Linked DNA regions of Mus musculus: all the other regions are linked to region 4. A link is a contact called in public Hi-C, HiChIP or PLAC-seq and promoter capture Hi-C data. All regions are on one chromosome and are shown on one strand. Each heading gives the region's core, a stretch centred on a gene start, on an enhancer-like site or on the middle of the called end of the contact. The rest is flanking DNA. Distances are from core to core; before and after follow the strand shown. Region 1 has its middle 44 kb from the start of Agbl1. Region 2 has its middle 96 kb from the start of Klhl25. Region 3 has its middle 66 kb from the start of Klhl25. Region 4 holds the start of Ntrk3 (neurotrophic tyrosine kinase, receptor, type 3). Region 5 overlaps Agbl1 (ATP/GTP binding protein-like 1). Region 6 has its middle 100 kb from the start of Agbl1. Region 7 has its middle 130 kb from the start of Klhl25.

Region 1 (3,115 bases), core at 408-2,907, 2.4 Mb before region 4:
GTGCAGACATTGATGGGCTGCTGATGGGCAGGACCACATCTTGATCAGAACTGCTTAGTTCTGCATACCTCTTATCTTCTATTTAACTTTAACACTCACGTTAAGAGACCCTTAGATAGACTTGGAGATTACTGAACCTCCTTGTTGCTCTGTCCAGTGTGGCTGTACCACACACATCTCCTTTCTTTGCTTTTCACTGTGACTTTTCCCTAATTAGCTTATTGACCAAGCTAGCTTGTTAGGCCTGTCAGGGCTCAGGCTCTGACCCCTTCCCTCAGGTGATATTGATGGTCAGTCTTGGGCAGGAATGCTGTTGGGTTAGTGAAAATCTCTCTGGCTATTCCCACTTAGTAATTTTCCATTCACTGGCTTCTCCCTGCTTTTGAGTATAAATTCCTACTTCCTTGTGCTGAGCCAGATCTCACCCCTCTGATGGCAAAACTCCATTTGTAGTGGTGTCTACCTATACCTATCACAGTGGACCTCGGTAAAGTATTCCTTTCTGTGTTTTAGTTCAGTGGTAGAATACTTGCCTGGAAGGACCTGTGTAAGACCTGCATTGAAGAACTGTGATTTTTTTTTTTAAATAAAGTGTAATTAAGTAATTTTTGCTTTAAGAAGGACCAAGATTAATACAACCTGGGCTCCCTCTCAGGTAGTGGTTGGTACAAAGATGCCCTTTTAGGGCCGTGTGTGTGTGTGTGTGTGTGTGTGTGTGTGTGTGTATCTATATGTAGGTATGCTCACACATTTGTATGCACTGGTTTATCTCATGTTTATAATATGTCATTATCTATCTTTCCAAGAGGAATAGATTAATACTCTGCATAAGGCATTTAATTAAAACTATGTCATCACTCCATTAATATCTTCTTAGAGGTCCTCTGTCTGGCACAGAAGTGAGGTGCCGGTGGGGTCATGTCTACCTGCTGCAGTTGCAGGTGCAGAAGGAGGGTGATATGGAAAGAGGGTGATGCAGGCAAGGCAAGGCCTGGAGAGCATCACTGGAGAGCATCACCTGCCAGTTGCCGTGCCCCTGCTGTGTTCAGGGCAGGAAGGTATACATCCTGTAGCAAGCAAGCACCCAAAGGCGTGGCTGCTTCCCGAGGCCTCCAGCCCCGCTGGGATAGCTCTTCTTTTTAGAGATCAAGAGAGAATGTGGTGCTCAAAGCATGACAGTCCCCAGCCTACATTTCCTTTCAAGTGTAAGCACAGATAGCAAAAGGGAACACAGAGAAACCTAGAAGAAGGGCTATGAATTATTCATCTCTTACTCTGGGCTCCAGGCTCACAGTGCCTCCTCCTTCCCATCCCAAAAGGCAGCCAATGAGAAAGACCCCCTTCTTCACTGGGTGAATTACTGCTCATGAATGGCTAGAGGATCCATTTCAAAGCTGCACTTAGAATTAGCCTATTAAAAACAGCAGCCCGATTTGTTTCAGGAGCTGCGGTGGAAATGAATGAGGGCTCTCCCCTCTCTTCTAGCTATTAAAAAAGCTTTGCTTCTCACACAGTAGCTATTTTAATTAAATCAATAATTATGTTTTATTGAATTGAATGCTCTTCAGAAAAAAAAATCAGCACGGAGCCTTTCGAAAACTTAATTTAGGCCAACAGTTGGGGGGAGGGAGGGAAACCCAGAGGGAGATGTGGAGGAAAAGCAGGGTGATGTGACTATGTAATAACACCAGTTCTAATGGCTGCGGCTTCATCACCGCAGAGGGAAGCTGCGTTTGGAAACCAGTGTCAGTTTCCTGGAAAGCACAGAGGGTTTGTTTTTTTTTTTGTGCAGTGGTTGGGAGACTCTGTTCAAAGTCTGCCTTTACAGTGATGAGTTTCTACCCACTGTGCCACAGTGGTTTTTGCCTCAAGGTAACTGTCAGACATGCCTCTATTGGTCCTTGCTGGCTGCCTGTGTACAGTGTTTTCGGTTGTTCCCTGGGTGAAGAATAACAGGCATAACCTCTCCCCTCTAGTTTTGTAAACCGTAGGCTTGTGCTGGGTTATGCTGGGTTATGGCAGTGACCTTCCCACTGGTGTTCTGGCTCCATACTGTGCTCCTGCTCAACTTCAGACTTTCAGATTCAGTCAGAATAGATACACATAAGGGGAACAAAAGCAAAGCAAAACAAAACAAAACAAAATGAAATAAAACAAAAACTCCCTGAAAGACAAGAATGATGGCTGATGTAACTACACCGTTGTTTCATGGTAGGACAACATACTTGCTTAAACAGGAGTCCATTCCAAACACAGCTGGGACCTACATGGCTGACCTGAATGACTGCTAAATGCCCTTTGTTCTATTCTAATTCCATTTGCATATTATCATCCGTGCAAATCTGTTTGCTTCCATCTTGTGTCTGATGCCATACTATTCCTATAAAACCACAGGAGGGCAGGAAAGGGGAGTAAAATCCGAGTAAACCTGCTGGAGAAGCATAGCCCTGTTCCTAGCCTCCTCTCCCTTATGAGGAGCACTTCCCCACAAGAATTGCTATCCAGCTGGGTGTGGTGTTGGATGTCTGTGTTGCTGTCTCATTGGAGGCTGAAGCAGGGGGACGGCATGAATTTGGGTCTACTCTGAGATACATACTGGTAAACAGACCAACTAGCAAGATATAAGAAGACCCTGCTGAATCAAAAACAACAAACAGCAAACAAGCAAAAAACTTCAAACCTCAAATCACACCAAACAAAACTAAAAAATGCTCCAAACAGAACAAAACCTCTACCACAGTCACCACCTAGCAACAACAGCATCCAGACCCTGGGTGCACACCTCTGTGTTGGAGGTGTGGGTGGGGTCTCCTCTCTGAGTGTTTTTGCTTTGGAATAAACGTCCTCCCAACTCTCTCACTTGCCTTCTTTTCCTTTCCCTCCCCGCCTTGATGGTAACAAGAACCTGGAAACAGTGGGCAGATGTCTCAATTTGCTCTCTCTATTTTTGAGACCTCCTCAGCCTTTGCCACTGGCAACAAGATGGATCCAGCTGCTCTCTTCCTTCATCTCTGAAGTGACTGCCCATTGCTCCAGGAGCAGAGGCTCTCGTGGAATCTTAAAATCATAGCGGAGTGGGCAGGCAAGGTGGAGCCAGGGGCAAACTAAGAAGAGG
Region 2 (2,933 bases), core at 187-2,686, 2.6 Mb before region 4:
CAGAAAAATCGGTGAGAGCTTGAGTTAGGCAAAGATTGCTTAAATAGGTCACCAAAAGCATTATTCATAAAAGAATAATGAGGAAAATTTGGACTTCATTAGGAAAAAAAGCTCCTTTGCTCTTCAAAAGACATTTTAATGGAAGTGAAAAGACAAGTGTTTGAGAGAACACATTGGCCAAACACATATCTAATAATGGAGTCCTATCCTGTTATTAACTGTGTGAATAGAGATCAGGAATAAAGGACTCTCATGACTCAGTAATAAGAGGGAAATAACTCAATTTTAGAAAATGGACAAAAGACTTGAGCAGACATTTCACCAAAGAAAATATTAGGATAGAAAGTAGTACATGAAAGAATGCTCATCACCTGTAGCTATTAGTGACATGCAGATTAAAACTAGCCAGATGCACTCTGAGCTATTAGAATGGCTGACCACCTCCTCTTCCATTCTGACCATAATACCACCAACTATAGTGTAGAGCTGCCCAAACACTGCTACAGGGAATGTAAAAGCGACACTGCTACTGTTGAAAACAGTTTGGTGGTTTGTTACAGAGATGAAAACAATTTTTTTCTGCAACCCACTAATCCTACACATAGGTATTTACCCAAGAGAAATGAAAATATACACCTACACAAAGACCTGTAGGGAAATGCTTACAGCGGCTTTATTAATAATCAAGTCAAACTGGAAACACCCCAGATGTCTCTCCACTGGTGAATGTACAAAAATATTGTGGTGAATGTGTACATTGGAAATATGTTCTGCTATGAGCAGGAAGAATGCTCTGATTCAATAGCCTGGGTGAACGTAAGTGAGATGCTAATGGAAGAGCAGAATCAGAGGTTTCGTGATGTGTTCTTTCACTTACATCCCTCTAGAAAACACAAATCAATAGGAACAGAAAACATATCCATGGCTGCAAGGTGTCCATTATCTTATATCTATAGATCCTTGAGAGGGCTGCCCTGTCTTTTGTAATACCCCATCTCCCTGCCCAACGCCGCTGTGTTCTGTATCTTGATCATGTTGTGGCTATATGACTGTGTGCTTTTGCCAAAGTCTGTAGAGGTCAAAAGTCTTGGAGGTCAAAAGCAATCAGCATATGGTATTTTGTGTGGTCTAACCTGTGTCTGTCATACCAGACTGATGTAGATGGCAAGGCTCAAGTGCTCTAAGGCTGTTGAAAGCACTGTGCAGTGTGCAGAGGAGGGTGACATGCGGGTGGAGGCATGGCTGGAAGGGGTGTCTCTGTTCTGTGCAGTGAGAGGGGAGTACTATTTGGGGCTCCAAATTCCCTGAATGGAGCTGACTCCTGTACACACACCTTCCAGTCCTATCTTCTAAATTAGGTCCCTCGCTCTGTGGCAGTGACTGTCCGAGCGTATTCTGAGCAGCAGCATTCCCCCTGGACTTCAGGCTTCACATCTCAGTGCCCTTTTGTCTGCCTGCCACCTCGCCTGCCAGTGGCATCCCATAGACATTTACTCTGAGCTGACAAGTAAAATGCCAATAATTCTCTGTCAGGCTGAAGCTGCTCTCACAGCAAACCACTGAATGGTCATTTCAAAGGGGGCAAAGAATAGAGACCATTCAACAGCTCCTCTTGACAAGAGAGATTTAAGAACAGGGAAGGGTATTATTGGCTGGACCGTTACCGGGAGAACACTCAATGGCAGGCATCACATGCTATTGATGACACCCTGATGTCTTCATGCTTTCCCAGCTAGTGGGTTTGATTTTTCCCTCGTGGAGAGAGCCTGTGTCAAGAACTCTCTCCTTTTTTGAGGGTAGGTGGCTATGTAGGGTGCACTTTTGTCTTCAGAAAATATGGCTACTTTAAAGCCACTTGCTTCAACACTCATACCAAAAAAAGGAGAAAAAGGAAAGAAAGAAGTCTTTTTATCTCACTTTCCTGAAAGCCCTTTGCTTTGAGCTCAGGCTAGCTTGCACCATGTTCTCTAACTCCACTAAACTAGGCTGGTTCCTGGAGTGTTTCTGGCAGGGACTTTATCTAAAGCAAAGAACAGACATGCCAGAAAAAAATGTTCCTATGTTTAAGAAGTCTCTTTCTAGACTCAAGAAATCATGGGGGAAAATAAGACCTGAGGAAACAGGAAAAAAAAGGATGGTTTGAGAGAATATCTATTTTACTCAGCTTTAGGGAAATGGAGAAAGAGGTCTTTGAATACTACCTCTTTCCCATGGTTTTCATTATTTTTCTACAAGGGACCTAGGGCATGAGTGTACGTGCTACAGTGCTCATTCAACAAACTTGGAACCTTCTTGTGGTTTGTTCTATTCTCAGCATGTGGCACACAGCAAACATGGCACACAGCAGTGAGTAGGGAGAGAGAAGGAGCCATGTGGTCTGAGGGGGATCTAAATAAGCTTAGGTTCATTTCCTTTTTTTTTCTTTCCATTTTTTATTAGGTATTTAGCTCATTTACATTTCCAATGCTATACCTAAAGTCCCCCATACCCACCCACCCCCACTCCCCTACCCACCCACTCCCCCTTTTTGGCCCTGGCGTTCCCCTGTTCTGGGGCATATAAAGTTTGTGTGTCCAATGGGCCTCTCTTTCCAGTGATGGCCGACTAGGCCATCTTTTGATACATATGCAGCTAGAGTCAAGAGCTCCGAGGTACTGGTTAGTTCATAATGTTGATCCACCTATAGGGTTGCAGATCCCTTTAGCTCCTTGGGTACTTTCTCTAGCTCCTCCATTGGGAGCCCTGTGATCCATCCATTAGCTGACTGTGAGCATCCACTTCTGTGTTTGCTAGGCCCCGGCATAGTCTCACAAGAGACAGCTACATCTGGGTCCTTTCGATAAAATCTTGCTAGTGTATGCAATGGTGTCAGCGTTTGGATGCTGATTATGGGGTGGATCCCTGGATAAGGCAGTCTCTACATGGTCCATCCT
Region 3 (3,237 bases), core at 194-2,693, 2.7 Mb before region 4:
GATATGTATGCATACTAGATTTTATTATTTCTTAAATAATGAGATACACTGAACACAAAACAGTCTTCCAGGAAGAACACGGTAGAGACGAGAATTTCCCAGCCCTCACTGGGATACCACTCTGAAGTGGCACCGTTAACAATGCCTCTTGCTAGTATATACTTTCCCAAGTTTCTGATTATATTAAGAAAGACAGTAACGAAGACTAATTCGGCATTGTTCACAGATCCAGCTTGGGTTGTGCACATTTTATATCGTTTAGACTTCGAATTTCTTTCAGTTAGCTAGAATGTTAGAATTATGAAGGATGCTATAAACCCAAAATATAAGTGACTGTAAGGGAAATTCTGGGGGATGTTTAATAATCCTGTAAGAAATATGAGCTATGTAGTTCCAGGACGTTTAGCACTCCAGTGAATAAATAAAATATTGATAACATTTGTAGTCTTCTTTCCAAATCCCTGTATAGGTTGGTTATTTAAACTGATCCTCATGCTATATTTTTTAAAAATTAATCTCACATTAGGAAAAGATGGGAGGTCACATTCTTTTGCCTTCCAGGGAAGGTATCTTTGCCTCCATGATCTAGAGTAAGAATTTAGCATCTTCTCTCAGCGACATTTAACATCCAACACAATGGACTCAGAGAGGAATGGGAGCAAACATGAAATCAGGGTGGTGGATTTGGAGGCATTTTTCTTTGGAACCTTCTTGGACAACTCAGGCTTAAAGTTTTAAGGCACTGTAGGTAATTTCACTGTAGGTTGTTACACACTCAAAACCCACCCAAACTTCAGCCATACTTTTTAGTCATTAGAATTCTAATTGCCCTAGCTTATTTTCACTATTAGGATGCACCTGGGTAGGTGTTGGTTCTGAGACGTCCTGTTCCATCCTGGGAGGAGCTAGAGTGACCGCCTGGCTTTGCCATTCGTTAGAGACCCGGGAAACTGAAAATCTTTCTAGTCATCGTTTTTTTTTTTTTTTTTTTTTTTTTTTTTTTTTTCTTATTTGTGAGCTCTATGGTGACCACCACATTTCAGGATAAATGACTTGATACTCACGTGCCAAGTGTACCCTGTAATACTTTGCCTGTTTGCATGCTCCTTTGCAGGACCCTGCTTTAGGCTGTGTTTAGCCGTGCTTCCTGCTAGGCTTGTTCCAGATAAGGTAGCTTGCGAAGGCATCCTTAGTGCCTTGGGAATAGAGATAGAATGGTGGGCCTCTTGCTGAACGTCTTAAGCAGACATCCAGTGCGCTGAGTTATTCTTTCTTGGCCCTGAAGTTGTACTCTGCCTACGTGTACTTGTTTGCACTCCAAATCAGGGACAAGCTAGATCCCACAGGGTCCTAGACCACAAGCACAGGCAAGGGAGTGATGCCCTGCATCAAGCCTCCAAGACTGTGACAGTTCTGGGCTGACCTGTAGGGGGCAGCATCGTCGCGCTCCTCACTCCGGCCTTCCTTGGGCGTGGCTCCACTTAGTGCCCCAGGCTCTGCAGACAGCTGCAGCAGCTTTCAACAAACTGCACTTTCCTGGGGATGGCAGCTGCAGTCCCAGCTGCTTCCACTGCTGTGGTTGATCTCCTTCTCTGCCACCTCAGATCACACAAGCCTTTCTGCCACAGCCAGGGATCGCCTCCTTACAGAGCTCAGGGTCTGTCTGAGAACCTTGCTCCAAACTCTCTGTACCCTGATTTTCATTGCATTGAAAGTGTCAAGCGATCTCTTCATGCAATTTTTTTTTAGATAATAAATGCTTAAATTTATTGATCACCGAAATATAAATAAGTAACATTTCCTGATTCTTTTAAGATCAGTCATGTTTTCTAAATAACACCATGAAAAAATGTATTGAAATGAATTCATACAGAAATGTGGATGTCAAATATTTAACAAATCAGAGAAAAATGAATGATGCTTGGTTACTTGAATGACTCAGTGTATTGTTCTTAAACATGCATTACTTATAAAACTAGTAAAAACCCAAACAATATTCTGTAATTTTGTTTGTTACTAAAAAATTTTTATAAATTTAATTCTTAATCTTCAAAGTTATAAATTCTCAAATTTTATGGATTATAGGAAAATCTCAAGACCCCATAAGGAAAATTTTTCTTTTTTTTCTCTTCATGCAATTTTAAGCTTGTGAAGGGGAACAAATGCGTTTTATATTCCTCTGACCCACCATCGTCTCTGCTGGACAGCGTGAGCCCCTCAGACAGCAGGTAGCTTGGTGCACACAGGGCAGGCATCACTGTTTTTGCTGCTGATGGGGTGGGCAGGACAAGTGATAGAAATGTGGAACCAGGGGCTGCTCCATACCTGAGTTTCTCCACAGACCCAGTTGCTCCGCAACCCTCAGCAGCACAGATATTCCCAAGCGTCCCACTGTTAAGACCGACTTCCCAATGTCGGTTTCCATTTACCTTAGAGTTCATGGAAGTTAACCCATGTCTCCTGGCTCTCACTGTCCAGGAGGTGTGAATAGCCCACTCTGTCCCAGGAGCCTTTCAGACCTGAAGGACTCAGAGGAGAGTCAAATGGAGAAGCCCTGGCAGATGTCAGGCATCTCAGCTACTTGGAAGGCTGAGGTAAGAGGAGCCCTTGAGCCCAGGGCTGAAAGGCCTGCCTGTGCAGCATAGATGGATCCATCTCACAAACAAATGAGTGACTAAGCCCAGAGTCACAGGCAGATAAGAGTGGAAAGACCTAAAACCTGATCTGTTGCTATCCCTTTAGGGAACCTCAGGCCTTGGGGACAGCCAGGTCACTGAGGGTCACAGTAGGAACACAGTACAGCTCTGAAGCTGGGCAGGATGGGGACTTTCTGTGTCACTGATGCTGGTGTGAGATGTCCTGAGGGTGCCTGTGGCTCTTCAACCTCTGGGCATCACTGTGGTTCCTTAGGCTTGCACTCCTGCATCCCATCATGGTTTCATCATCCTCACATCTCTTGTTCTGTAAGATGCTGCACTGTGTGTGGTAGCAGCTCAGACATCCTGCCCAGAGCTGCCGAGCTTCTTCAAGGAGGACCGAGGATGAGACTGAAGGTCTCTGGGAACCACTTCCTGTGTTCTGTGTTTTACCACACAGCCACAATTACTGTCTTTCTGAGGAGCAGGAAGGCAGAGACCTTGGGTACCATTGGTGCCCTACCCTGTCCCTATGACCTTGTCTCTAAGAGAAGGGGCTGGCTACAACACCACCTCATGGCATCCAAGCTGCACTCAGTAA
Region 4 (3,314 bases), core at 321-2,820:
ACTGGGTCCCTTCTTGCTCTAGTCCGTCCCCAAGGCAAAGAGCTACCCTAAACGTCTCCCTCAGAGCCTGGCCACCGTCCTAGTCAGTCCTGGGGCTCCCAAGGGATGAGAGCACGGGGCAAAAACCAATGAGCTGCCCTCCGAGCATCCAAGAGCTATCCACACCCTTCTCCTTCCTGGGGCAGAGAGGTCAGAGGGGTGGTGGTCACCTGGCTGAAGAATGAAGAATGAAAGAAAGGCTATGCAGGCTCCTGGCCCTGACTCTTCCTTTCACTCCTTCACAGGCCTCTGGCCCCATCCCTACCAAAGAAACACAACAAGAAAAGAGCAGGCCACTACACAGGGTCCCACTCAGCCGGGGCAAACCAGCCAAACGCCACGCAGAGTTCAATTTTTGAGAGAAAGGGGGTGGGGGGAAGGAACCGCAGAATTGTGAAAGAAATTTCCTTCCCAAAACCCAGGTCGTCCTCTCTCTCCTGCCTCCAGCAACCTGACTCAGAATTACCCTGGGCAGTTATGGAAGCCCAAGCCAGGAAAGGGTCTGTAGGCGCCCAGATGCAGATGAGGGTGGGAAAGGGGGGGATGTCTCGGAAATGCCCAAAATGGGGTTGGAGAAGGCGGCGGGAGGTGGGGGGGAGGAAAAGCAAAGAGGTAGGCGTCCATGACGGCCAGAACACGTCCGAAGTCTCCTCGGGAGAAGCCAGCTTCCAACTTGTTTACTTATTGGCATGTTTTGCTCTCTCCAAAGGGAAACAGTTTTTTTTTTAAAAAATCCCGATTGGTTCTCAAGCAGTCCCTATCTGTCACCTTCCCTCCAAGGCTAGGCTAAGCTTTGCCTCTGCCGCCGCTATCTGCCACCGCCTGTCAGGGAAACGAGACGCCTCTACTTTATTCCACTTGAGCGTGGCCAAACTGTTGCTATTTAGTGGGGGGCATAGAACCCAATTCGCACCCTCGAAACGAGCAGGCAGAGGGTGGGGGCGGGGACAGGAGCTGGGCCCGGGTGCACTCCGCCCGGAAGGGTCCTCTCCAGGGAGAGGTACCCACCAGCATCATCAAATCACGCCTGGCTAGGGCTGGAGTCACCTGAAACACGCAGCCCTACAGCATCTCCCGAGCCAGGGCGAGCCTGATGCGCACCCGGCGGGCTGCGAACAGAGGCGAGCTGGGGAGCGCAGGGCCAGTTCCCGGGCCGCGGGCGGGCAAGACGGAGACGCGAAGCTGGGGCGGGGGTGGGGGGCGGGCTGGGTAGCGGCCGCCTGACTTACATGGAAGTGATATTCCTTGAGATGTCCGTAATGTTGATGCTGGCGTTCCCATTGCTGTTCCCTGAATCCTGCCCTTCCAGGAGAGGGAAGAGGTTCCCATCGTCCGGCCGCCGGCAATTGATCTCAGTCTTGCTGCAGACACAATTTGCAGGGCAAGCCAGCACGGAGCCCACATAGTCCAGCCAGACGCTTCCCAGCAAGAAAATCCGCCAGAAACTACACTTGGCTGGGCAAAGAGAGACATCCATCTCCGATCGCTGCTTCTAAAAAAGAGGAGGAGGAGGAGAGGAGAGGGGGGTGGGGTGGGGGGAGTGGGGAGAGCAGGGGGGGAAGGAAACAAAGACAGCGAGGGAGGGGGGAAGGGGGAGGGGGGCCTCTGCCTTTGAAACGCCGAACGATCAGATGCAAAATCCTTCAGCGTCGGAAACCATCGCGGCCGCCGCCGCCACCGGGTGGGAGCCGCGGGGAGCGCCTAGTGGCGCGGTCTGCCGGGCATGGTGGCCGGCTCGGCGCTCGCCGGCTTGCGGGGTCCAGAAGCTCTGGAAACGAGGCGCGCTCTCCGACTCCGAGACTTTGCAGGGTTGTAACAACAGACGGTGGGAAGGCAAAAATAATAATAAAAAAAGAAAAAAAGATGGTGCTAAAGTCACCAAGTCCCACCTCCTAGGCAGAATTAAAACGGACACACCTGCAAAACACACTCGCACACACTCACATACACACGCGCGGAGCTGGAGGAAGGAGGAGAAGGAAGATGCAGTCAGAGCTGCAGCAGTCGCGGCGAATGGCTCGCTACGCGCCTGCAGAAATGTACAAGTGCTCCGAGCCTTACGAAACGCACGGGTTATCGGAGCGTCTTCCTCGGTTCCCTCCCTCCCTCCTCCCCTCCCTCCTCGCGGCCTCCTCCCCCCCCCCCGCCCCCCGCCCGGGCTGGGAGAGGCAGGAGAGCGGAATCTCCCCCTCCCTCCCCTCCCCACACCCCTCTCTCTCCCCGCCCGTCCTCTCCCTCCTGCTTCCCCACCCACCCACCCACTCGCCGGCTCTCGGCTCTCGCCGGTACCGCCACCCGCAGCCGCGCCGCTGCCCGCCCGCTCCACGCCCGCGCCCGCTCGCTGCAGCCGAGGGGAAAACGAGACGGAAAGGAAAAGTTGCAGTTGGGATTCCGAGGGTCGGCGTTGGGGAGGGAGAGTTGGCAAGCTGACTGAGCAACACGAAAGGCGTTCTCCCTTCCACTTTTTGGCCCTCGTGCTGCCCGGTTTTGCTGCAATCTCCTCCGCAGGAGGAAGCGAAATGAGCGTGGCCCAGGTGACCCGGGATGCTCCCCAGCCTGAGTGAGGGTCTCGGGCTCACGGACAGTGACGGGAATCAGGAGCGCACAGGAACCCGAGCGAGGCAGCCAGGGACGCCGGCCGCAGACGTGCAGACCTAGATCTGAATGACACTCATTTGGGTAATCAAGAGTCCCGGGAGCTGGGCTCAGCTTGGGAGGGGACTGCGTGGCATGGCACACTGAGTGCCCCTGAGCCTATTGCTCCTTCTTGGCGGTGCGTTATGGGTTCCGCCTTGGACAAACAGGGACCAGAGAAGGAGAGAAAGAGGGAAGGAGCGCCTGCAGGACTGCGCTGGAGAACCGAGGTGGCCCAGGGCGAGCGATTCATGCGAAAGAAGCGGCCAGGAAATTGAGATGCGAAGGGCATTTTTTGGCAAGCACCACGCCAGCACCGTCGGAGGCCAGCTTCTTGGGCTCAGCCCTCGGGTGCGCCGAGCTGGCAGCCTGGTGAGGGGGTGGGCGGACTGCTCTCTCCGGATGATTTGGGGGGCACAGAACCTCCTCTTTCCCTCCCCCACAAACACCCCTTCCTGGTAGGGGCTCAAAACAGGTGCAGCCTTCGAGGCAAGTTTAGACCTGATGGGGAGAGAAGTATAGCCCCCGCTTTTTGCCTTGATAGGATTGTTTTAAAAATAAAATGCAAATGTAAATATGCCAAATGCGAGCTATTTCCTGAGAAAGCCTGAGATTTTGCTGTGGGAAAGGAGAAGAAAGGG
Region 5 (2,864 bases), core at 200-2,699, 2.2 Mb before region 4:
CTATGACTTCTGGGGAAGCATACATTATGTATTTCACTGATGAGTCAAACATCTCCTTCAAATAATATTGATTTTTTTTTTTTGTATTTGTCACACTGCTGCAGTTGGCTTCATTTGAAGGCAGCATGGCAAGCCACATCCATCACCATGCTGGTTTAAAATGACACGTATATCCATTTATTGAGTTCTTAGCATGTCAGACACTGTGTATGTTTAGCCCGAAAAGGATATTTCGCAATCCCCGTCTCAGTAAGTGGGGTAACTGAAGTCTGGAAGGCTTAAATAATTTATTCAGGCAGCAGGCTTTAGGGTTTACCTGACAGTCTCTTCCTCCCAGTGAGCTAAGCCCCATGCTTCACCAGGAAGAGATTAAAGAGGCTAGGTTTACTTAACCCAAAGAAGGAACAACGAAATGTTGAAAGGAAGCTAAGTAAATATTGCTTAAGTATCAGGAGAATTATCTTGGAAGACCATGTGTTACTTAAGTCAGAAACATCACACGGTCCACTCCACATAACGTTTGAATGGGCCCCGGTGAGAGATGCTAAAACACCAGCATGTGTGTGAGGAGCCTGTGTTTGCTGCTTCGAGGGTGAGCATCAGGCAAGGCTGATGAATGGGGGCATGAGATCCGGGAGCGAGGAGCAGGAACTGGAAGGATTACAGGCTCCTATTACGTCATGCCACATTCAATTTGGCATATTCCTCTTTACTTTCTTGGCTTCGAGTCCGGTCTTGCCTGCCAAATACTTACGTGCTTTGCATAAGTGCATAAGTGATTTTAAAAAGTTTAAGTTAAAAGGTTGCAACTGTGCCGGTTGTCTCCTTTGCCCTCCTCAGCCTGATGCTGCAAGGAAGTGTGGGCTGAGTTGCAGACAGTTGTTCCTGTAGTTCCTCTTCATGCCATGTGGTGGTGCTGTTCTTCTAGTTATCTCGACCATTGCTAGTCCAATATTTATTTTCGGTGAGTAATTTGTTTATCAGGAGGTTATTTTAATCTAATTTTGGCCATATTTGCTAGCGCACACTATCTGTGCTTCCCAGCGTTAGCAGCTTGCATGTCTTGAAGGAAATTATCTGAAGATGGTCTCAGAGGCATTTGCGCAGCCATTATTTAAGGGAGGTGGGAGGAGGCAGGGTGAGTGGAGCCTGGGGTTAGAACAGCGGATGGAATTTGTTGCCTTCCAAGTGGTGTTAGCATGACTGAGCAGGATTGACAGAGGGCGGGGACATCCCAGTAGCATTTTGCAAGCTGTCTCTGCTTGACAGCAGCAACGCTGGTTGTTAGGGTCGCTAGTCTCCCAGACCCTTGTGACAACTTGTAAAGGTCCTAAATTGGTTTGGGAGGACAAGAGTCTTCTAGTTCTGCACCCTCTGCAAGAGGCCCTTCTCCCAATCTGATGACATCTTTAATTAACTGCTACTGCAAGCTGCCTGTGAGCTGGGGAGTGGGGGAGGTTGGAAAGAGCGTGACTGTACCAGAGCAACCACCGCAGCATCCACAGCGTGACTATGGTGATGAATAGCGTGCTGGACACTTTGCTCACGTTACATTGAACTCTTTGTCCTCACTTACATAATAGTCATAGTACTATACCTGTCCTACATGCCAAGAAGAGGTAGTTAGCACAAAACAAAGACTTGCTGAAGTCCCACAAAAAGCACAAGGAAAGCTAAACTTTACCTCAGTTGTGACTGCTTCCAAAGCGTCAGATTTTCATATTTCTGGTAACCTTCAGCAGGAGTCAGGAACCCTGGACTGAGCCATAGATTGACTATGCGATCTTAAACATGGCCTTAGGTTGGCTTGCAGTAAGTGGAGGGTTGTAGGCGGGGCTTGATGCTTCTTTGCAACAGAATCTAACGTTTTCATCACCAAAGCCTAAGTGTGAATGACACATATTTGGTAGGCACAATGGGGCTCAGGTTGAGACCCCAGTTAAGAACAGCTCATTTTTTTCTTTTGCTTTCCAACTCTTGTTAGACACTGAGAAGTTTCCAGGGACGTTCCTGAGGGTCTGGAAGAAATCAGCCTTGGAAACTTCTGAATGAATATCATCGTGGGGTGTGTGGGAGCTTGACCTGTTGTTTGCGATTACAGCTTCAAGATGGAGTGACATGATGCTTTCTGTGGGAGGCTGGAAAAGTGTGTCACACTTCTCTAAGTAGTAAAATAATAATAATAATAAATGGTAATATAATAATAGTAATGATAGTCTAGTGATATTTGACCCAGAGAAAGCCAGAGTCTTGTATCCATCAAGACCCAGTCCAGTCATTTTGCAGTCTCTTAGAATTAATGGGCCTAATTAAGCAGTTGAATTGAACCTAAGTTGTTGAGGACAGTGGGGTTGTTATCCAGTGACAGGAAGGTAGGCTAGTGAACCCTTTCCTGTGATGGTCAAACTCTTCGGAGGTGACCATCCTGGGTCTGAACAGAGCTGTGAATGGCGCTGATAAGATGTTCCCGCTTGACACAAAACTTGGCTAAAACATTATTGTTGGCATGCCGCTGTTAAGTCGGGTCAGTTCTTATGCACAGGTAGCATACTATCTTTTACCACCTCTATCTCCAGGGCTTCCCCTCTATTCTAACATTTGCCTGCAAGTTTGGGTCAAAGTGTCCCTTCGAAAAGACTGTAAAAGTGTAAAAGTCTCCAAGTCATGATGAAGATGGTATACATGTGATATAATTGCATCAGTCATCATAAGGGCATGATATGGTGGATATCACTGTTTACATAGTGATCATAATGTCTGCTCTCATGGTACCCTGGGGTCAACTACAGAGACATAGTTATCGAGGCAGGCTGGTCTATACCCTCTAAAAATAATGAGCAACATGGAAGCTGGTGATGAGCCAG
Region 6 (2,962 bases), core at 351-2,850, 2.5 Mb before region 4:
ATACACCCCAAGGATTGTCCTTATAGGAAAGAATCACAGAAGGTCTTTGTGCTCAGATAGCTTGGTAGGTAGAAGCTCAGAACCTGGAAATTCTAGGATAGAGTCAGGAGATTGAAGGTTAATATCTCATTGTTGCCAAGCAAGGCCTCAGAGATATTCTTGCACTGGACAGGACTGGTCCTGGGCTGTCCAAATCCCCAGACCTCTGTGCCAGTGTTCTGGGAAAAATAGGTTCATATTTGTAGCATCTATAAAGTTCTGTAGTGTAAACTTTACCATCATGTCTTCTAACAAGCTCCAAATATGATGTGATGTCAACTACTCCTGATAATGGAGAATTGGGACAATCCCAGGATGCTCCTGTAAGCAGTCTACAGTTGCTCTAGCACATTGCTTTCTGGAACTGATTTATCATGGCCTCTAGAAATTTTCATTGAAAAAAAAAAAAAAACTACTCCCCAGTGCAAAAGGCCTGCCAGAGAGCATTGTTATAAAAAATGAACAAACAAAAGGAAACTAAAAATCAACAGAACAAATCATAACACTTTTGTATTTTTCTGTTTATAATAACTATTTTATCTTTCTTGATTTGTATCATAGGAGATATCTAACATTCAACCATCTCAACCTATTAAAAAAGCAATTTTCAATATGATTCAGCATTACACAATTCACATTATATATGAAGTTTTATGGGCTACTTGCATATATTGCAAAGTCATAAACATTTTCCCATGCTATTAAACTTCTTTTGAAGGTATGGTTTTTAATGGCTGTCTTCTAGTAAGTTGGATGTATGGCTATAATTCACTTAGCCATTTCTTTGTAGGATGTTTGATTTTCTTTCCCTTCTCTCTCCATTTATTCTTTTGATTTCTATCTTTTTTCCTATTATAAATAAGGCTGAAGTAAACATTCTTGTGATATTAATATTTCTGTGTTTATTTCTGATTATTTTCTTAGGCCACAGACTTAGAAGATGAATTATACAGATTCAGACAGCGAAGGAATTTCAACAATTTAAAAAGTCTTGATGTATTATTGCCAACATGTTCTTCCCAAACTGTATTAATTTACCTTATAAATAGCAATTTATGAAAGTGCAGATTTCCTGTAAAACTGTCACCTTTAAATATTGCCCTTTGTCTTAATTTTTGTTGTTGTTTTCTTCCCAAGTGCATTGGCAAAAAGCGGTCACCTCAGAGTGAGTTGGTTTTGTAATGGAGAGAGTACAGAGTGAACACAGAAGCAGAAAGGGGAAGGGGAACCTACTCTGAATCTTCCTTACGTCCAGTACTTCAGCTTCCCTGTTTATTTCTAAAAGGTAGAACAGACAAACCCACGGCCTACAGGCACTTAGTGCCATCCTTCTCTCCGTAGCCTCTCATTTACCCACCCACCTTCTGTGACCTTTTATGCCAGAAGTAAGTCAATGGGTGTCCCTAATAGGTGAGTAAGCCTGTGGCCAGATGGCTGCACAATTTCGATTTTTGACATGATTGAGCTGAATTACTATCATTTGGGCTAGGTGACTCAGCTATGCAATCATAACACATTGTTGGGAGCAGGCAGAACTGGTGTGGGTGGCTTGTCAAGCCTTGGGCACAGGGCCCTGTTATGTTGCTGCAGCTTGCTCATTTCAATTTATTTCTAGCTTCAGTCTATGACTTCCAGCACTGCCAAACCTGGCTTTTAATTTCCACCTGTGTGTTGGGGGAGTGGGAGAGGGAGGGAAGGCAGGCAGAACAAGAGGAACAGGACAGCAATGTCATTATGGGTTGGCAGGAACAGAGTGAGACTATGATTGAGGGTGGAGGGAGGAATGTGTGACGGGATGAAAATGCCTCCAGTTGGGTTCCAATTGTCAAAGGCCCAAACTCAAATGTGGGAGAGAATGGTGTTGTCTTTGTTCTACCACCAATGAAGAGTGCCAATCGCTGATTGTGCATTCAAGCCAAAATCGGGTAGGACTGTAGGCTGTTACAGAAGAAAATCATCATTCCAACCAGATTTCTCAACCCGGAGTGGTTCATGGACCAGGAGAGCAATGCTTCTCTCTTGGTGATGGTCACAGTAGCTCGTCTTCTCTCCTCTGGAGTCTCTTGTAGGAATGGCGAGTGCTTGCTGTTTCATACCATGCTGTAGAGTGGTACTACCTTTTGAGACTTTGCTTTTGTGAAATGTGCACAAGCTGGCAGAGTTGGTCATACCAGGTGGCACCAGAAGCTATAGATAAGTAAATGTGTCTATAACCTGAGCATGGCAGTTATCCTTTTTCTTCCTTTTTTCTAGGTTATCTATTCACTTTATGTTCCAAACACAGCTTCCCCTGTCTTCTTTCCTTCCAGTATCTCTTTCTCCCTCCCTTCTCCGACCCCTCCTCTTTTTCTCTCTAGAAAAGGGGAGGCCTCTCATGAGCACCAACCACTCAAGACATATCAAGCCACAGCAAGGCTAGGGTCATCTTCTTCCACTGAAGCTAGACAAAGCAGCTCAGTTAGGAGAAAAGGATTCAATGGCAGGCAAGATAGTCAAGAGACAGCCTCTATTATTGCTTTAGGAATTCCACAGGAAGACCCAGCTGCACAACTGTCACATATGTGCCGAGAGCCTATGTTCATTCCATTCATACTTTCTGGCTGGCAGTTCAGTCTCCACGAGCCCTACAGGCACAGGTTAGTTGATGCTTTAGGTCTTCTTGTGGTGTCCTTGACTCCTCTGAATCCCTCAATCCTCCCTCCTCTTCTTCCATAGGACTCCTCAAGCTCCACTCAGCGTTTGGCTGTGGGTCTCTTCTTCAGCTTCCAACAGTTGGTCGGTGAAGCCTCTCTGATGATATTTATGCTAGACCTTTGTCTTCAAGTATAGCAAAATATCATCAACAGGATCAGGGGTGGGCTCACTCTCAAGGTATGGGTTTCAAGCTGGAAGAGTCATTGGTTGGCCCTTCCCTCAAATTCTG
Region 7 (2,980 bases), core at 474-2,973, 2.6 Mb before region 4:
ACCCAGCCTGGACCTTTTCTATGATCTTATTATTTATTTAGAATTTTCCATGAAGACATGGTAGTAAAGCTCTATTCGGATATCGTATTTCCTGTCTTCCTCTGCGTCTCGACAGCATCTTTTAGGTTTGGGTTTCCCCATCACACCTCAGGTTACTGATTGCTAAAGAGATAACCTCTCCTCTTCCCTCTTTCTGCAAAAACAACTGGGCAACTCTACGTGATGAATGTCTTACCCAACTCTGACTGAGGCCTGGGGACTTGGGGAGGTAGATCTGTCATCACTAAAAATGACACTGTGATGGTCCACACAGCATCAGATTACTTTCCAGAGAGTCTGACTTTTAGGGTCTACATGAGAGTGGGGAAATAGAGAACTCAAGTCAGACATCACTGTCAGGCATAACCAGCTCAGCAATTTGGGGCAATTTGGTTAAGGGACAGAGAACACACAGCAATTTATCAAATTGTTAAGACTTCAGCAAATAAATGATTCGCAAGATGTCTCAATAAGCAACTAACGCTAAATGTCCTAATATGTTATATAAGCGGTCAGGATGCTAAGAGACAGACAGACAGACAAACAAACCACCTTTTGACATTTAAACAAGTAACTGTGTTGGCAGACTTAAGTACCTAGCAATGATGCATTTCCTGTTCTATTTAGCTAGCCAAAGCCTTATTGTATTGTATGTTTGAATAAAACAATAAAAAAATGGAAGCCTCTTTGTTTCATTGGTAGAGAAAATTTTGAACCTCATGGACTAGTCTCACCTGGCCTGATATTTCTTCTTGGTTTCAGCAATTTCCCCAGTACAAGGATTCTTCATCTTACTCTCAGACACGAGAGTTAATTAGCTAATCTGGATTTTGATTCACACATATTAAAAACTGTCTTTTTCTGAGCTCACAAAAGCTCCCTTATGTGAAATAAATGGCATTATGTCCAAAAGAATGGTGTTACATTGTCTTTTACTTTGGAAGAAAAGGAGGTAATTAGTTTGATATATATTTTTCATTCGTGAATGTTAATGCCATCTTCACAGCAGAAAGAAAGGTGAATGGCTGTGCCCAGGCACTGCTCCTGGATTTTGTGGTCCTGACATTATAGAAAGGAGTTTGGGGGAAGTGGAACAGGATAAAAGGGCCTCAGTTGAATATGTGAGCAAGCCGTGTTCTTAATACTTCAACAAAATCTTACAAAGTTTGAAATTCATAGAGCGCTTCTGAAAGGCTGCCAAGAGGGATATTTTCAATAGATTGGTAGAATGAGAAATCAAATGTATATTATTTTGTAAGAGATTGGAGTTTAATACAGCCTTCGCACAGGTTAAATTTATATCAATAAAATAGTAGGTGGAGAATGGGACCATTTAATTTTTTCAGTCCTCAGAGGACACATAGCGTCTCTAGAAAAGATGAACGCAACTTAGGGCTACTCTCTTTTAGGCCTCTGTGTTCCTTTTCAAAAGCAGCCTGGGAAATTTCTGCCATCCTTTGGAGTTCGAGGCAGCGGCAAAGCTGCGGTCAGAAGTGATGGATTGCGCAGCCAATTTGCTTGAAGTTTGTGGTTCATTAATCCAGCTTTTTTTTTTTTTTTGAATTTCAAAGGACTGGAGTGATGTCATTTGGAATGTAGATCACAGAAAATTAATGGTGTTCCTTGGTCAGAAGTGAACACGGAGACAATGAGACCTAGAAGAAAGGGATGGGTGGTGGCTGAGGATTGGGGAGTCCGGTTTCCACCAGGAAAGCCTCTGTGGCTCTTCAGATCCCACCCGACCGCCCCCCCCCCCCCAGCGGCCTGAGGGAGGCGGCTTTGAGGGATTGCCCTGCTCCTTGTGAGAGAACAGAGTTTATAGGAGTGGTTCCCAGGCACCCAGCAGCGTCTAAAGTCTTGTCTATCACATTCAGTGCTGCAGACCTGCCTTGTGTCTGTCCCTAGGTTCTCAGCCCACCAGCCAGCCCCTCTGCGCCAGGAATTTTAAAAGTTCGGTTTAGATGATGGGAGCCCTGCCCATCCGGGCGCGAAGCGCGCTTCCCACGCTTGGGACCCAGGTGGAGTGGCAGAAGGGAGCCTGAATTGTTGCCAAAGACGCAGGCTGGGAAAGCGTGCTCAGAGCAGGTCCCGGGAAAGATCAAATGGGACAAGTGAATGGGTGTCTAAGGAGCATATCCTAGCTGTTAAGCTGGGAGTTAGCTGCAGTCTCATAGGTCATTGGACCACTATAGCAGTTATCTGTGATACTAACAGAAATGGAATACTTGGCACGAAATGGTCACACAGCCACGGTTCTTGAATAAAACGAAGAGAAACAACGCCAACCACAAAAGCCTCCACAATGGCTCAGCTAGATGGTGACACTATGCTTTTTAAAGTAAGGAAACAGCTTTTAAAGCTGTGCTCAGGACAGCAGGAGAATTCTGTTCTTGGTGTCTTTTTGAACTGCTAACAATGCCCTTCAGATGTCACTTCTCAGCGTAGCATCACGGAAGCCATGGACTCTGAAAGTGCCTGAAATATTGTTTAAGTGATTTCATTGACCTTGTACACGAAAATCCCAGTAGGACTGTCATCTTGCATGAGGACAGATGAGGACTTTCACATAAGAATACTATCTGTGGCACAAGGTGAACCATCGACACTTCGTAAGAAAGTTGAAGTTTATCATGCATCTTAATGAGCCAGGCAGTGGTAGCACACACCTTTAATCCCAGCACTCACGAGGCAGGGGCAGGAGTGTGAGGCCAGTCTGGTCTACATAAGGAGTTCCAGGACAGCTAGCGTACACAAAGAAACCTTGTCTACAAAAAAAAAAAAAAGGTGATGAGACTTTGCAGGATAATTTTCCCTTTGGAAATCTTAACTTTGGCTTAGGACTCAAAACATACTAGTGTTTACTGGGTAACAATATAATTATACAATTACAGAGTGAAATGTTTTCTGTTGGCAGTGCAGAAGTGGTTCTTTTTTTCCCCTT

What was found. Promoter capture Hi-C pulls out the DNA fragments that hold promoters and counts their contacts. Hi-C and Micro-C count contacts between places; a contact is called where the count stands out from the background. HiChIP or PLAC-seq counts read pairs in DNA pulled down with a chosen protein or histone mark.
Region 1: a contact with region 4 is called in an H3K4me3 HiChIP or PLAC-seq map of neural tube, with 22 times the contacts expected there. The contact joins the enhancer-like site here to the promoter of Ntrk3 in region 4. A contact is called at or near these places in 5 of 39 promoter capture datasets (the C10 cell line, cranial neural crest, liver and 2 more), 4 of 115 datasets of contacts at active chromatin or transcription factors (astrocytes, embryonic forebrain, forebrain and 1 more) and 3 of 9 other capture datasets (adipose tissue, embryonic stem cells and liver).
Region 2: a contact with region 4 is called in a Hi-C map of stem cell-derived motor neurons, with 2.6 times the contacts expected there. The contact joins the enhancer-like site here to the promoter of Ntrk3 in region 4. A contact is called at or near these places in 10 of 39 promoter capture datasets (the 3T3-L1 cell line, the C10 cell line, cranial neural crest and 6 more), 2 of 15 datasets of contacts at CTCF or cohesin (large pre-B cells and pro-B cells), 28 of 484 Hi-C or Micro-C datasets (B cells, the Ba/F3 cell line, CD8 T cells and 21 more), 7 of 115 datasets of contacts at active chromatin or transcription factors (SST interneurons, bone marrow-derived dendritic cells, embryonic forebrain and 4 more) and 2 of 9 other capture datasets (adipose tissue and liver).
Region 3: a contact with region 4 is called in a promoter capture Hi-C map of second pharyngeal arch cranial neural crest. The contact joins the enhancer-like site here to the promoter of Ntrk3 in region 4. A contact is called at or near these places in 15 of 39 promoter capture datasets (the 3T3-L1 cell line, 3T3-L1-derived adipocytes, the C10 cell line and 10 more), 3 of 15 datasets of contacts at CTCF or cohesin (hippocampal excitatory neurons, large pre-B cells and pro-B cells), 127 of 484 Hi-C or Micro-C datasets (the 3T3-L1 cell line, the AML12 cell line, the AtT-20 cell line and 74 more), 15 of 115 datasets of contacts at active chromatin or transcription factors (SST interneurons, Th17 cells, VIP interneurons and 12 more) and 3 of 9 other capture datasets (adipose tissue, embryonic stem cells and liver).
Region 5: an H3K4me3 HiChIP or PLAC-seq map of embryonic forebrain shows a contact between it and region 4, with 8 times the contacts expected there. The contact joins the enhancer-like site here to the promoter of Ntrk3 in region 4. A contact is called at or near these places in 10 of 39 promoter capture datasets (the C10 cell line, cranial neural crest, frontonasal cranial neural crest and 5 more), 46 of 484 Hi-C or Micro-C datasets (the AtT-20 cell line, B cells, the Ba/F3 cell line and 33 more), 12 of 115 datasets of contacts at active chromatin or transcription factors (SST interneurons, VIP interneurons, astrocytes and 9 more) and 3 of 9 other capture datasets (adipose tissue, embryonic stem cells and liver).
Region 6: a promoter capture Hi-C map of hippocampal neurons shows a contact between it and region 4, with 21 times the contacts expected there. The contact joins the enhancer-like site here to the promoter of Ntrk3 in region 4. A contact is called at or near these places in 5 of 39 promoter capture datasets (the C10 cell line, cranial neural crest, hippocampal neurons and 2 more) and 1 of 115 datasets of contacts at active chromatin or transcription factors (embryonic forebrain).
Region 7: an H3K4me3 HiChIP or PLAC-seq map of embryonic forebrain shows a contact between it and region 4, with 21 times the contacts expected there. The contact joins the enhancer-like site here to the promoter of Ntrk3 in region 4. A contact is called at or near these places in 7 of 39 promoter capture datasets (cranial neural crest, frontonasal cranial neural crest, hippocampal neurons and 3 more) and 4 of 115 datasets of contacts at active chromatin or transcription factors (astrocytes, embryonic forebrain, embryonic hindbrain and 1 more).

Annotation. Positions count from the first base shown.
Region 1 is chr7:76,184,149-76,187,263 of GRCm38.p6, forward strand. No RefSeq gene overlaps it. Among named protein-coding and RNA genes, the nearest start is that of Agbl1, 44 kb to the right of the region's middle. Within about 2 kb of position 1,658, at least 73 of the 459 cell types and tissues checked have an H3K27ac peak or open chromatin away from gene starts, as enhancers often do. A contact at or near this core is called in forebrain, neural tube and second pharyngeal arch cranial neural crest, where this site is marked.
Region 2 is chr7:75,942,380-75,945,312 of GRCm38.p6, forward strand. No RefSeq gene overlaps it. Among named protein-coding and RNA genes, the nearest start is that of Klhl25, 96 kb to the left of the region's middle. Within about 2 kb of position 1,437, at least 11 of the 459 cell types and tissues checked have an H3K27ac peak or open chromatin away from gene starts, as enhancers often do. A contact at or near this core is called in neural tube and stem cell-derived motor neurons, where this site is marked.
Region 3 is chr7:75,912,683-75,915,919 of GRCm38.p6, forward strand. No RefSeq gene overlaps it. Among named protein-coding and RNA genes, the nearest start is that of Klhl25, 66 kb to the left of the region's middle. Within about 2 kb of position 1,444, at least 36 of the 459 cell types and tissues checked have an H3K27ac peak or open chromatin away from gene starts, as enhancers often do. A contact at or near this core is called in CD8 T cells, DN3 thymocytes, effector CD8 T cells and 9 more, where this site is marked.
Region 4 is chr7:78,576,268-78,579,581 of GRCm38.p6, forward strand. It overlaps Ntrk3 (neurotrophic tyrosine kinase, receptor, type 3), which reads right to left and starts at 1,571. Exons shown (of 17, transcript NM_008746.5): 1 at 1,269-1,571. The coding sequence starts at 1,516.
Region 5 is chr7:76,392,167-76,395,030 of GRCm38.p6, forward strand. All of the region lies in intron 6 of Agbl1 (ATP/GTP binding protein-like 1), which reads left to right. Among named protein-coding and RNA genes, the nearest start is that of Gm30774, 25 kb to the left of the region's middle. Within about 2 kb of position 1,450, at least 108 of the 459 cell types and tissues checked have an H3K27ac peak or open chromatin away from gene starts, as enhancers often do. A contact at or near this core is called in the AtT-20 cell line, SST interneurons, VIP interneurons and 14 more, where this site is marked.
Region 6 is chr7:76,126,176-76,129,137 of GRCm38.p6, forward strand. No RefSeq gene overlaps it. Among named protein-coding and RNA genes, the nearest start is that of Agbl1, 100 kb to the right of the region's middle. Within about 2 kb of position 1,601, at least 19 of the 459 cell types and tissues checked have an H3K27ac peak or open chromatin away from gene starts, as enhancers often do. A contact at or near this core is called in hippocampal neurons, where this site is marked.
Region 7 is chr7:75,981,613-75,984,592 of GRCm38.p6, forward strand. No RefSeq gene overlaps it. Among named protein-coding and RNA genes, the nearest start is that of Klhl25, 130 kb to the left of the region's middle. Within about 2 kb of position 1,724, at least 32 of the 459 cell types and tissues checked have an H3K27ac peak or open chromatin away from gene starts, as enhancers often do. A contact at or near this core is called in embryonic forebrain, hippocampal neurons and neural tube, where this site is marked.